2 separate regions of the Mus musculus genome follow, and region 1 is linked to region 2. A link is a contact called in public promoter capture Hi-C data. All regions are on one chromosome and are shown on one strand. The core of a region is the stretch at or near the end of the contact, and the rest is flanking DNA. Distances in the headings are between cores, read along the strand shown. Region 1 overlaps Grap (GRB2-related adaptor protein). Region 2 overlaps Epn2 (epsin 2).

What was found. Capture Hi-C pulls out chosen DNA fragments and counts their contacts.
Region 1: a contact with region 2 is called in a promoter capture Hi-C map of liver. The contact joins two enhancer-like sites. A contact is called at or near these places in 2 of 39 promoter capture datasets (embryonic stem cells and macrophages), 3 of 115 datasets of contacts at active chromatin or transcription factors (cardiomyocytes, embryonic stem cells and pancreatic cancer cells) and 3 of 9 other capture datasets (adipose tissue, liver and pancreatic islet).

Annotation. Positions count from the first base shown.
Region 1 is chr11:61,656,973-61,662,788 of GRCm38.p6, reverse strand. It overlaps Grap (GRB2-related adaptor protein), which reads right to left. Exons shown (of 5, transcript NM_027817.3): 2 at 2,470-2,567. Among named protein-coding and RNA genes, the nearest start is that of Grap, 6.6 kb to the right of the region's middle. Within about 2 kb of position 3,073, at least 35 of the 459 cell types and tissues checked have an H3K27ac peak or open chromatin away from gene starts, as enhancers often do. A contact at or near this core is called in liver, where this site is marked.
Region 2 is chr11:61,544,846-61,550,945 of GRCm38.p6, reverse strand. It overlaps Epn2 (epsin 2), which reads left to right. Exons shown (of 11, transcript NM_001252188.2): 3 at 4,035-4,796. The coding sequence starts at 4,202. Among named protein-coding and RNA genes, the nearest start is that of Epn2, 32 kb to the left of the region's middle. Within about 2 kb of position 4,310, at least 12 of the 459 cell types and tissues checked have an H3K27ac peak or open chromatin away from gene starts, as enhancers often do. A contact at or near this core is called in liver, where this site is marked.

The DNA.
Region 1 (5,816 bases), core at 1,824-4,323, 110 kb before region 2:
CTTCATTGATTGGCATCAGAGCCTGCTTCTGCAGGATTCCAGTGTGTCCTGAATCAGCTGAGACATCCAGCTTTGTGGACTGAGCAACTACTGGATTCTTGGACTTTCTGGTCATAGCCAGCCATTGTTAGATTAACTGGAAGAGATGGAGAGGGAGAGCGAGAGAGGAGAGAGAAATGAGAGAGAGTGTGAGAGAGAACCCTAATACAGTCTCTACAGCAGAGGCGAGAAGTGGGAACACTGGGTGACAGGGTCATGGGGGGATTGGTCTAATAGGCCGTGAGTTACGGAGGAAGGGTTCACCTGCTTGAAGGGCAGTTGAAGGAAGTTCTAAATCTCAGTTCTCACCACTCCATCTTTGACTCTACTATGTTGCTTCTTGTACTGGGGTGGAAACTGAAACCCAGGGAGGACCGAGGTCTCCCGAGAAGCTGCTTAGGGAGTCTGAGGTTCACCCCCACACAGCTGCTCTCATGGACTTTCTGTCCCTCTCTGGTGGCTCATGAAGGGCCTCCACCACCAGCTGCAATCCCAGTCTACTTCTTGCAGGCTAAGTGATCCTGGACAAGGCACCCAGTCTCTCTGTGTCTCTGCTGGTCTATAAGGTGATGGATGGGTTTGTCATTGTTTGTTTGTTCGTTCGTTCGTTTGTTTCTGAGACAGGATTTCTCTGTGTAGCCTTGGCTGTCCTAGAATTTGCTCTGTAAACTGGGCTGGCCTCAAACTCAAGACATCCATCTGCCTCTACCTACCAAGGGTTGGGATTAAAGGTGTGTGCCACCGCCGCCCAGCCTATAAGATGATGTTAATAGTTCCCACCTAGGCAGGCAGTGGGCAGCTATAGTAACAGCTGAAGGTGTTTCTACCTCCCACTTTCGTAACATGATGCATACCCCACCTCCCACACATCCCTGGGCCTGTTTCTGACATCCCTGGCAAACTTCTGTTTGAACCTGCAGGCTCAGGGGCTTTTCCTGTTGCTGAGGAGCCCTCCCTGCCCCTACAATCACCTCCCTGCCCTCCAACTTCCCTGAGAATAGAGGACCTGCATCTCCAGATCCAGGGACAGAGATCATCCTGGGACTCAGAGAAAGAGTGGAGCTGCCATAGGTAGAAGCCTTCTAGGGCTACACCCCTCTCTCTCCCCACCACCACATTCAGAGCCTTCACACCTAAGAGAGGGTGACCCTCACAGCTGTTTTGGGCCAGGGTAGGGCCTAAGATGTTCAAGCTGGGCCAGCTAGTCAGCATGTCCCCTAGGATCTGTTGAGAACCTGATCATGACCCTGCTTGATCCAAGCATAGGCAGGTGGTTGTGCCTTCCAGGCACCAGGGGCTTGGGGTCCTTGACTCTGGAGTATCCTGATGAACCCTCCTTTGCCCTGGCCTCCATGACAGCCTGATTGACGACTGCAGCCCTTGCAATCCCTCTCCTGGCCCTAGGTCAGGTCTGTTCAGCAGTTCAGACTCTACAGCCTTCCAACCTCTGCCTTAAGCCCTTCCTGTGGCCACCCAGGCGACCTCAGTCCTCGCTCCTGCATGCCCCAGCCCTCGCTTGGCTAGCACCCAGGCATCACGATATGCTTTTCTCTCTTCCCCTGTGTCTTCCTCCTGTCTCTGGTTGGGGGTGTGCCAGGCAGGAAAGCCAGCAGAGTGGTTAGGGATGGGGACCCGGAACAGGTGTTGCCACCTCCAGCACAACAGAGGAAGCTGGAGGTGGCAGCAGCTTTGGAAACAAGCAGAAAAAAAAAAAAAAAAAAAAAAAAAAAAAAAAAAAAAAACCAAAGAGGAAATACCCTTTGGGCTCCCCCTGTACCTCCTTCCTTTTCACCCAGCCACACAGCACAACTTCCACCTGCTGACTGAGCTCCACCCTGGCCCAGCACCCCCATGGCTTTCTGCTCCCTTGTCTCAGTGCCTGTCCTCTGTACTAAAGGGCCAGGGGTCATTGCTTTCCTTGCCTCGTTCTGGCTTCCTCCCTTTTTCCACTTTCCCCCGAAAATTCCAAAAGTCATTGCCCTTGTCTATACAGCCAACTCCCATGGATCCCTCAGCATCTCACTCATTGCCACCTTTTCTGAGAGGCACCCTGATGCTGCCTGCCTTTCTACATATACTTTCTGTGCCTTGTGTATCCCACTATTCTGATCCCCTGTCCCTGTGTCTGGCTCCCTGAAACCAGATCAATGACCCAGATGCCATTTAAAGAATATCCAGTTGGTGTTCAAGGATCGTTTAGCTGTCCAGACATTCTGAGAGCAATACTGGATGCCATCTGTAAAGAGCCTGACCTACGTCCCAGACCTAAGATATCTGGGCCAAACTAGACTTCTAGCCTATCCAAGTCCCAGACCAGTCAGCCAGTGCCCATCTTCTTGGGGTGTATTGTACCCCAAGCAGCTTGGCTCTGGCAAGGCAAGGTGGGGTCGCATCGCCTCCAGGTGGATGGTGGCAGTGGTGACTACTCACGGGTGTGGCTTTACACGGATGTAGTTCTTGGGAACAAAACCCTCCGCTCCTCGGAGCTCAGCTTTGTACCAGTTCTGGTCATCTTCCATGTTCAGGATCTGTAGGAAGGAACAATATGTCTTGTCTACTCAGCCACCTGCTGAGGCCCTGCTGTCTGCAGAAGCTGCCAGGCCGCTGTCCCAGAGGACAGAGCCCTGGATGGGGACCTATGGCATCTCACAGGCCAAGCCTGCATACTGGCAGGTGGACATCTACACCTTCCATCCAGACCCCCAGGGGCCTCGGGGAAAGGAAGTAGACTTGTGTTCCTTGGTTTCTGACTGAGCTATGTTTGCAGGAACACAGAGTAGCCAATCAATGACCACTGAGATATGACATGAAGGCCCCCAGATGAGTCAGAGAGCTCCAATGGGTCACATATATTTGGTGTTTGGGATGACAGTGAGGATTAGAATAGGGGGACAAACAAAAGATCCTATGTTCTGATGAGGCCAGTTCTGAGAGTCCCAGTTCCCAGATACTTAGGCCCCACAGATACCCTCCAAGTCTGTGGCCCTGTCACCCCAGGTGAACTAGCTGGAACTAGGTTGAGAGTCACTGGGTGAACCACTGAAGGGTGGAAAGCAGGAGGGGACAGCACCCTCCATGTCATGGGTACGTTTGCGCTGTGTCACCTCAGTTCTCAAACAAGCTGAAGAAACTGCCATCACCAAGTGCTGTTTCCCAGCCAGGCTTAGAGAAGGAGTGAACCTGGCCAGGGCAGCACAGCATACACAGCCCCTATAGTTGGTATAGAGCATTGGCAATGCTGGCCTTAGGGGCCATGGCCCACTGGCTCTCACCCCACTGAACTCCTGCCTTGTCCCTGGCACCAAGCCTGAGGCCCTTCTCTACTTAGGAGCAGGCTGCAGAGCTGGCTCCCCTCTGCACCAGGGCAATAGAAACAGGGAAATTGATATATCTGCATGTCTGATCTGCAAGTGAAAAGCAGCTAAAAGGCTTGTGCCTCAGTCCAGTCCTGAGCCCCCACCCTGGGGGAGGAACTGAAGCCTGGCTGAGCCCTTCCTTCCTTCCTGGCCTGAAGAAGGTCAGCAGTGCTGGGCAGACAGAAGCGGGTAGTTGAACAGATGGAAGCGGGTAGCTGGCTCAGAACCACTTTCACTCTAAATGAAACAATTTCCCCAATGTGGCCACAGCTTGAGAAGGAAATTCTAGCCAGTGCTTTTGAGCTCTGGCTACTTCTGTTGTCTCTAGGGATTTGGCTCCAGCACTAGCTGGAGCCCTGCACTTGCTCCAGACATTAGCTTATCTGTTAATGGGCATAGCTGTGACCAACCACACAGTTTCTCATGCTATAATTCCTATGTGGCCACTGTACCCTTAACTCCAGCCATGTACTGTTCTGCATCCATCCATCTCTTTGTGCAGACCAAGGATGCTTCTATGCTTACCTTGCTGAATTCTTATTGCTGATGGAGCCCTGGACCTTTGGAGCTGTGGGACCTCCTTCCCCAGAGAACACCCTTCAGGTTAGTACTGAATCCTAGGTCAAGCTCAGAGCCTGTCTGTCCCACCACTGGCCCTGACTGCTGCTGGCTTTTCTACTGCCCCCAGAGGCAGTCACTGACAGCTTGCTTGAGCACCTACTGGGTACAGACAACAAAAGGAGTCCTGAAGGTGCTATGAATGCTAGGAGCCTGTCCCCAGGGATGCCTTAAAGAAGGTGAGAGACAAACAGCAGCTTCATGCAGCAAAGAGTGTCAGGGAGCCACTGCCTGGACAAGGAGCTGCCAGAGGGGCACACAGAGTGCTCAAGAAAAGCATGTGCGCGCACACACACATATGTGGGAGATGCCCCGATTTATAAGAAAGGACCAGCTAGTTTGGTGGCCCATGCCTGTCTCCCCAGCCCTTAGAAAGCTGGAGCAGGAGGATTTTTGAGTTCCAGGTCTGTTTGGACTACATGGTTAGACTTGTTTGTGGTTCTCCATCCTTCACCGGCAAAAGGAAAAGAAAAGGAATTCAATGATGAAAAGATAGGGGGACAGTTTCCAAGGTAGAGGGAATAGGGGGACAGCCAGGGCAGAAGCCCAACTTTGGCTCCTTGAAAAGAGGCCACGGGTCTGAGGAGAAGTGCACTAGCTACATGGCCATAGGGGAAGGGCAGGGCAGGGAGAGATGCTCAGATTCCAGACAGGAGTCCAGAGCTGGAAGGTTTCAGGGGCAGGCGGCTAGGGTGCATGGTACCATCAGCTTCCCAGGGAGATATCAGTCTGAGTCCCCGGGGCAAGCTAATCATGGAGAGAGAGAGAGAGAGAGAGAGAGAGAGAGAGAGAGAGAGAGAGAGAGAGAGAGAGAGAGAGAGAGAGAGCCATGTGTGTGTGTGTGAGAGAGAGCTGTGTGTGTGTGTGTATGCGTGTGTGTGTGTGTGTGTGTGTGTGTGTGTGAGAGAGAGAGAGCTGTGTGTATGCGTGTGTGTGTGTGTGTGTGTGTGTGTGAGAGAGAGAGAGAGAGAGAGAGGGAGAGAGAGAGAGCATGCTTATTCTCTAGCTAACAGTGGCTTCTGTCTACCTAGAAGGACCTGCCTGCCAAAGAGGGCCTTCATCCCTGTTAAGAGTCACTCAGGGCCACATGTCCTGAGAAAGCCTATGGCCTAGGGGGTTTCCACCTATGTTTTCTGAGCAGCACCTAGAGAGGAAGTTGTGTGCCACCTGCAAACTGGCATCACTTGGTGTGACATAGTTACACCCACCAGAGCCCACCAGGGGAGGGACTGGACACCAGCACACAGTGTAGCCCTGGCCAGAGAGGAAGGAGCCCATACACAGGGCTCTAACGTTTCTAAGCTACCGACAGCAGGGAGAGACTGTAGTGAGGTAGAGAAGCACTCTGGGGTCAAATTCAAAACGATGCTAAAAAAAAAAAAAGTCTCAGAATGAAGATACTGAGTAATATTTAACACAATATGTTAACAAATTGAAATGCATAGGAAGTGTGGATGGGTGGTGATCAGTACTAATATATCAAACCAGTTCACCGGGACCATGGCTAGCAGCTGGCTGCTGGCTGCAACAGTGAGGATGTCCCCTTTTATCTGTGCAGTTTTTCTGCCAGTCTGAAACAGGTCTAAAGCCAGTTACAGTCAACACAGAAAGGTTTACAGGAGCAGCCAGTGCAAGGACCGTGAAGTGAGACCTAGAGGGAAAGTATTTGCCCAAGATGCACAAGGTCCTGAGTTCATTCCTAACACTGCAAGAAAAAAGGGCAGGGCTTCAGTGCATGCACCTCTATTCTAGCACCAAGGAGGTGAGGCGGGAGGATCACTGCAGGTTTGCAGGTCTGGGCTA
Region 2 (6,100 bases), core at 3,061-5,560:
GGTTGGGGGCTACCTTGTGGTTGCTGGGATCTGAACTCCAGTCCTTTGTCCTCTGGAACAGCCAGCACTCTTAACTGTTGAGCCATCTGTCCAGCCCCTGTGTTTGACAGATTCCTTGCTGGGCTGCTCAGAGCCATGCAGTTCTAGGTTGGATGGCATTTCCCTGCCTAGCTGCACAAGTCTTAAGGACATATGTCTATGGGATATCACCCTAGCCTTGGAATTTTTTTCCAGGTTTTTTGTTTGTCTCTTTTCAGTACTCACTGTCACTTGAATTCTGACTACATTTTCAAGTATGTAAACTCTATCTCCCCAGTGTCCCCAGATTTAGTGACGTAATGGTTACAGTGTTTTCTGTCATGCTACTAGCAGGAGAGTAGATGGCCCCCCTCTCTTTTGTTGACTATGCTACTTTCTTGGGGAGCACTGAGTTCCCTTGATGTCAGCCTGGCATTTGTGCTGAGAGTCTAGTATGGATGAGCTGGGCTTTTGAGGCCCTGCTGGGGCTCAAGGAGTTCTTTACCCAATCCCTTTGCTGTTGCTAGCTTCCCACTCAGTGTTCTCAGGTGTTGCCTATAACAACATAACTTGCTGTGGAGTACAGGTATTTCATACAACTGAGCAGTCCAGGGCAAGGTAGATGTAGGGGGTCACATGATGTGATGCCTTGGCCCTCCTTTCCTTAAAGAATAGTGGCATTTGTTTCAGTCTCTATTTGCTTCCCTTTGATTTGACACATTTTACTAAAAAAAGTGCTTTTTGTCAATTTCCTAGAACTTGACTGAATATTTAAAAACAAAAAAGCCAAGAAAAAAAAAAAAACAAACCAAACAAAACCCCAAACAATAAAAAGCAAAACAACAACAGCAGCAGCAACAACAACAAAACCAGCCATGGAGCCATCTCTCTAGCCCCTTACTGCTTATGTTGAATGGGAGTTAGAATCCAGGGCCTCACTGGTCAAGTAACCTCTGCCACTGTACTGGTCACAGCATTTCTCCAGAGCAGCTGTTGTGCTCAGCTTTGCTCTTGGTTGGAGTTTTAACCAATTTTTGTGGTTATAATCATAGTCATTTTCAGAAACTTTTATTCATTTAAAGATTATTTTATTATTTTTTAAATTTATTTATTTATTTATTTATTTATTTATTTGAGACAGGGCCTGTCCTGGAGGAAGTTACTCTGTAGACCAGGATGGCCTCTAATTCTCTGCCTCCTGAGTGCTGTGTCTGGCTTTAAAGATTTATTTTTATTTTATTTGTATTAGTGCTTTGCCTGCATATATGCCTGGTTCCCTGAATTGTCGCATAGGTTCTGGAAATTGAACCTGGGACCTCTAAGTATGGGCCAGGCATACTGCTGGATATCAAATCAATCACATGACATATCCCAAAGTTGTGGGCATTAGGTGGATCTGAAATGACTTAACAACTTTGACACATCTGTGGTTAAGCTGAAATGCTCAATCCTCCAGGAAAAGAGCCAAGACCTGCTGAGGTGCTGGCTGAAGGTGAAGGAAATACAGAATGGGTAGTAGAGGAAGGTAGTTATAAATACCAATTAAGGCCACGTAACCAATTGCAGAAACGAGGATTATAAAGTAATATGAATGCCCATTGTAAATTTACTAATGCGTTTGCGATTGTACGAGGGATAGTTATATCATGTTAGGCGTATTTACAACCTTGTTATTGTTTCATGTGAACATGAGATATTATTTGTGTCAAGTTGACAAGGGGTGGATTGTAGTGGCTATTCCTGGTTGTCAACTTGACAATATTTGGAATGAACTACAATCCGGAATTGGAAGGCTCACCAGTGACCCTTATCTGGAGGCTTGGAGATCCTTATCTGGATCTTGGTTTGAAGATCTTGAGCCATAGTGGCTATGGATTCCAGAAGATTGAATCTCCGAGTTTAAGGAACACACCTTTAATCTGGGCTACGCCTTTCATCTGGGATTAAAGGTGTGGTGGAACACACCTTTAATCTGATCTACACCTTCTGCTGGAGACAATATAAGGACATTGGAAGAAGGGAGTCTAGCTCTTGCTCTTGCTCCTTCGCCTGCTTGCTGCGTGAGACTGAGTAACTGCTAGATCCTTGGACTATGAGATATTATTTGTGTCAAGTTGACAAGGGGTGGATTGTAGTGGCTATTCCTGGTTGTCAACTTGACAATATTTGGAATGAACTACAATCCGGATTGACTGGAAATCAGAGGTGTCTTTTTCTTCTATGAGGCCCAACCTGTTACTGCATACAGTAAATTACAAGTGAAAAACCTAATTAAATCAGATGTACAGTCACTCTGAAAAAGGTTTTATCTGTTTTCTGACAGGTTTTGGGGATTCATGAAAGCTGAACAGATGGGTAGAGAGGCAGAACATGCCGCCATCTAATGGAGTCAGTGCTCTGGCCTCAGGCACAGACAGGGCTCCTCAGCCTATCTGAGTGAGCAGAGAAGGCAGCTGAGGCTTTATGAATTGTCTCCTTATCTCTGTGGCTGTAGGTGATGAATGACCATTGTATTCTTTGTGTCGCCTTTTTGTTTATTTTTCATGCACCCATTGCCTGCTTAACTGAGTCTTGAAGAAAGAAACTAGGGATGTCTGGTATTTCTCTGACAGAAACACCACAGCAATCCAGGGAGAGGAAGGTTCACTTTAGGTGCCAGGTTCTGGGCTGCCTGAGGATCTGTAGGGAGGGTCTCAGCCTGTTACAGTAGCCAGCCAACTTTAAGATTCCACACCTTGTATTTTATATTTCTGATGGGAAGGAACTACCTCTACTGTTACAAGGAATTAAGCCATAGGGACTGAGCAACTGTAGCAGGGCTGCCGAGGGCCCTTGTTTTCTCTCAAGTCTTCAGTTGTCTTGAGATTTGTTTCTTTATCTTACAGATGAGGATTGTGGCCTGAGGACAGGAATACTGTTTGTAAGTGTAATATCGTTTATTCAGGTGTTTATTTCATGTTGGGCACAGTGTTGGATCCTGGCTCTTCACTGTGAATGGGACAGATGGCGATCACCATACATGCTGGAGATGGGAGATGTGGACCTTACTCTAGCTCTTGTTCATCTGAAGAAAGGAAGGAGATGTGTGCACTGGAGCCTGTGATTCAGCTCTGGGGTTCGGCTTTCCTCTCTGAGATGAGGTGTTAGGCTTGTCCCTGGTCAGAAGATCCTGAGAGCTGGGGTATATGGGGAATGGAAGGTGGTAGTGTAGGTTGTTAGCTTTTCTATAGAAGAGCAGTCAGCATTTCACTAATTCATGCTCAGGAAGGGTCACAGAGAAATGGCACTTAAGGAGAATTTTCTAGGCAGTTAGGGGCTCATGAGCCAAAGCCCAATTTTAAAGTCATAGACAGGCATTTTAGGCTTAAGGTATTTTTGAAATGAGACTTTGTTGCCCCAACACGGAAAACTCTAAGGACTGGACAGGAGTACATCTCAGTGCTGAGGTACATAGTTGATATGCATGTGGCCCAGAGTTCAGTACCCAGCACCAAAGGTTAAAAATACATTTATCACGACATCTCACCCAGTACCTCAGTTTTCCTACATTCGGCTTTTGTTTGGCATTAAAGATAGGCCGCAGTAAAGCCGGGTGTGGTGGTGCACGCCTTTAATCCCGGCACTCAGGAGGCAGAGGCAGGCAGATTTCTGAGTTCGAGGCTAGCCTGGTCTACAAAGTGAGTTCCAGAACAGCCAGGGCTAAACAGAGAAACCCTGTCTTGAAAAAACAAACAAACAAACAAACAAACAAAAAACAAAACAAAAAGATAGGCCACTGCAAGCTAGCCACTCCGGCAAAAACCTTAGGAGATAGAACAATGATCATGGTGTTTGCTTAAGGTTTAAATGAGTTTATTGTTTAGCATGTGGCATTTCTGACCTGATCTTAGTTTTGAAAGCAGGATGGATGTTTTTGTATCCATGGAACTAGGTATGTTCTTGTACACTGCTTGTCTTGGGCTCTCCCATCCTCACCAGTGCTTCTTATAAAAGCAATGTGTTCTTTTTCTCTCTAGGGCATGGCTGCCAGCTTCTGGGACCTGAGGCTTTGGAGGAGGAAATGACTGTGGAGGGCCATTTTGTTCCATCTGCATTTCTGACACGGAAACTTCCTAGGGTGCAGGCTTAGGGGACAGGAAAGTTTCTCTTGAAGGGCTTCACATTTGTAACAAAGAAGATAAAAATGACAACTTCATCTATCAGACGGCAGATGAAAAACATTGTGAACAATTACTCAGAGGCTGAAATCAAAGTCCGGGAGGCCACCTCCAATGACCCGTGGGGCCCATCCAGCTCTCTGATGACTGAGATTGCTGACCTGACCTACAATGTGGTAGCGTTCTCGGAGATCATGAGCATGGTTTGGAAGCGACTTAATGACCATGGCAAGAACTGGCGGCATGTATACAAGGCACTGACACTGCTGGACTACCTTATCAAGACAGGTTCTGAGCGGGTGGCCCAGCAGTGCCGTGAGAACATCTTTGCCATACAGACTCTGAAGGACTTTCAGTACATTGACCGTGATGGCAAAGACCAGGGTATTAACGTTCGAGAGAAATCAAAGCAACTGGTTGCGCTCCTCAAGGATGAGGAGCGGCTGAAGGTTGAGAGAGTTCAGGCTCTCAAAACCAAAGAGCGCATGGCTCAGGTGGCCACTGGCGTGGGCAGCAACCAAATCACCTTTGGCCGTGGCTCCAGCCAGCCCAACCTTTCTACCAGCTACTCAGAGCAGGAGTATGGCAAGGCTGGGGGCTCGCCGGCATCCTACCACGGCTGTGAGTAAACAAAGTACCTCACCTTTATGCGAAAGCTGAGTGGCAGGTGCTGGGGCTGAACACCTGAGCACCTTAGTTCTCAGCCTCTGGCTGAGACCCAGGCGACAGCGTCCTCGATCTAGATTGAGTTACTTACAAAGGGGCTTTTGGTCCCCCTGGCTGCTCTGTGGGTCTTCTGGGAATTTAGTCAAGGCTATGCCATGCTTCTTAAGTTCTTAGGGGAACGTGGACTCCAAGGCCAGTCTCGCCAGATTATTTTTTTGTCCTAGAATGTCAGTCAGCCAAGGGATTGTCCTGCTTTCCAAACCTACAGGGACTCAAATACCTAGTAGCCAGGAGGAAATGACCCTTGTACTTGATCATTTATTTCTGAATCTTGCATTCAGTGTCTTTTTCTACCAACTGAATTGCAGGTCTCTATAATAGCTCAGTCCTTAGTATTTCATTAACCAGACAAGGTTGGATGTCTCTGTTTCACCTAGAAAGGAACACTCTAGGTTAGCATCAGTAAGACTTTCTCCTCACATATGCAAAAGAGTCTCCAGGATTTGATTTGTATGGCTGGGTCTGTGCTGTGCAGGACTGATCTGCGTTCTGATTGTGTGTTGGATCACTTTGGGTCTTTGTTCTATATTCAGAAGACGTTTCAGGGAGAGGAAGTGGTGTTTGGGCCTTGTAGAAGCTGATTTCTGATCCTGCTAGTCTCCTGGGCACTGCCAAGAAGTTATCTCAGGCACACTACACTGTTCATCCTCTATTTCTTAGGGCTGGGCAGCTACTAAGGATCCTGAACTCAGAGAGAAAGGTGGCTCTGGTGGCCCTAGGATGCAGTAGAAACGGGCTTCCAAGCCTATATCCTTCAGAACAGTACATTATGTCAACATAACAGAAACCTTTTTGTTTTTTACTTTCTGAAAGTGAGTCCCCCTGGGTAGCCAGCCTGGCTGCAAACTTGCTATCTTCCTAATCAACCTTCAGGGTGCTGGATGATGGGTGTGTGCTATCTGCATGACCAGCACGGCAGAACACCTTTCCTTCTTAATTTGCTACACACCAGCATTTTCCACTTTTGTATAATAGGCTTCAGTTTGACTTTCTTTGTACCACCATTAGAATTTTGAGGAATGTATTTATTATGTAAGAGATTTACATATCAAAGTCAGGCTTCCTGCCTCTAGGAATTCTAAGTTATTATTAGGGTTGGAGCAGGTTAACATTTTCTTGTATTTCTGGCTATCGTAATTTTCAAGTTTGAGTTGCTTTCTTTAATCTGATGATGACTTGTGAGATAACTTATATCTGAA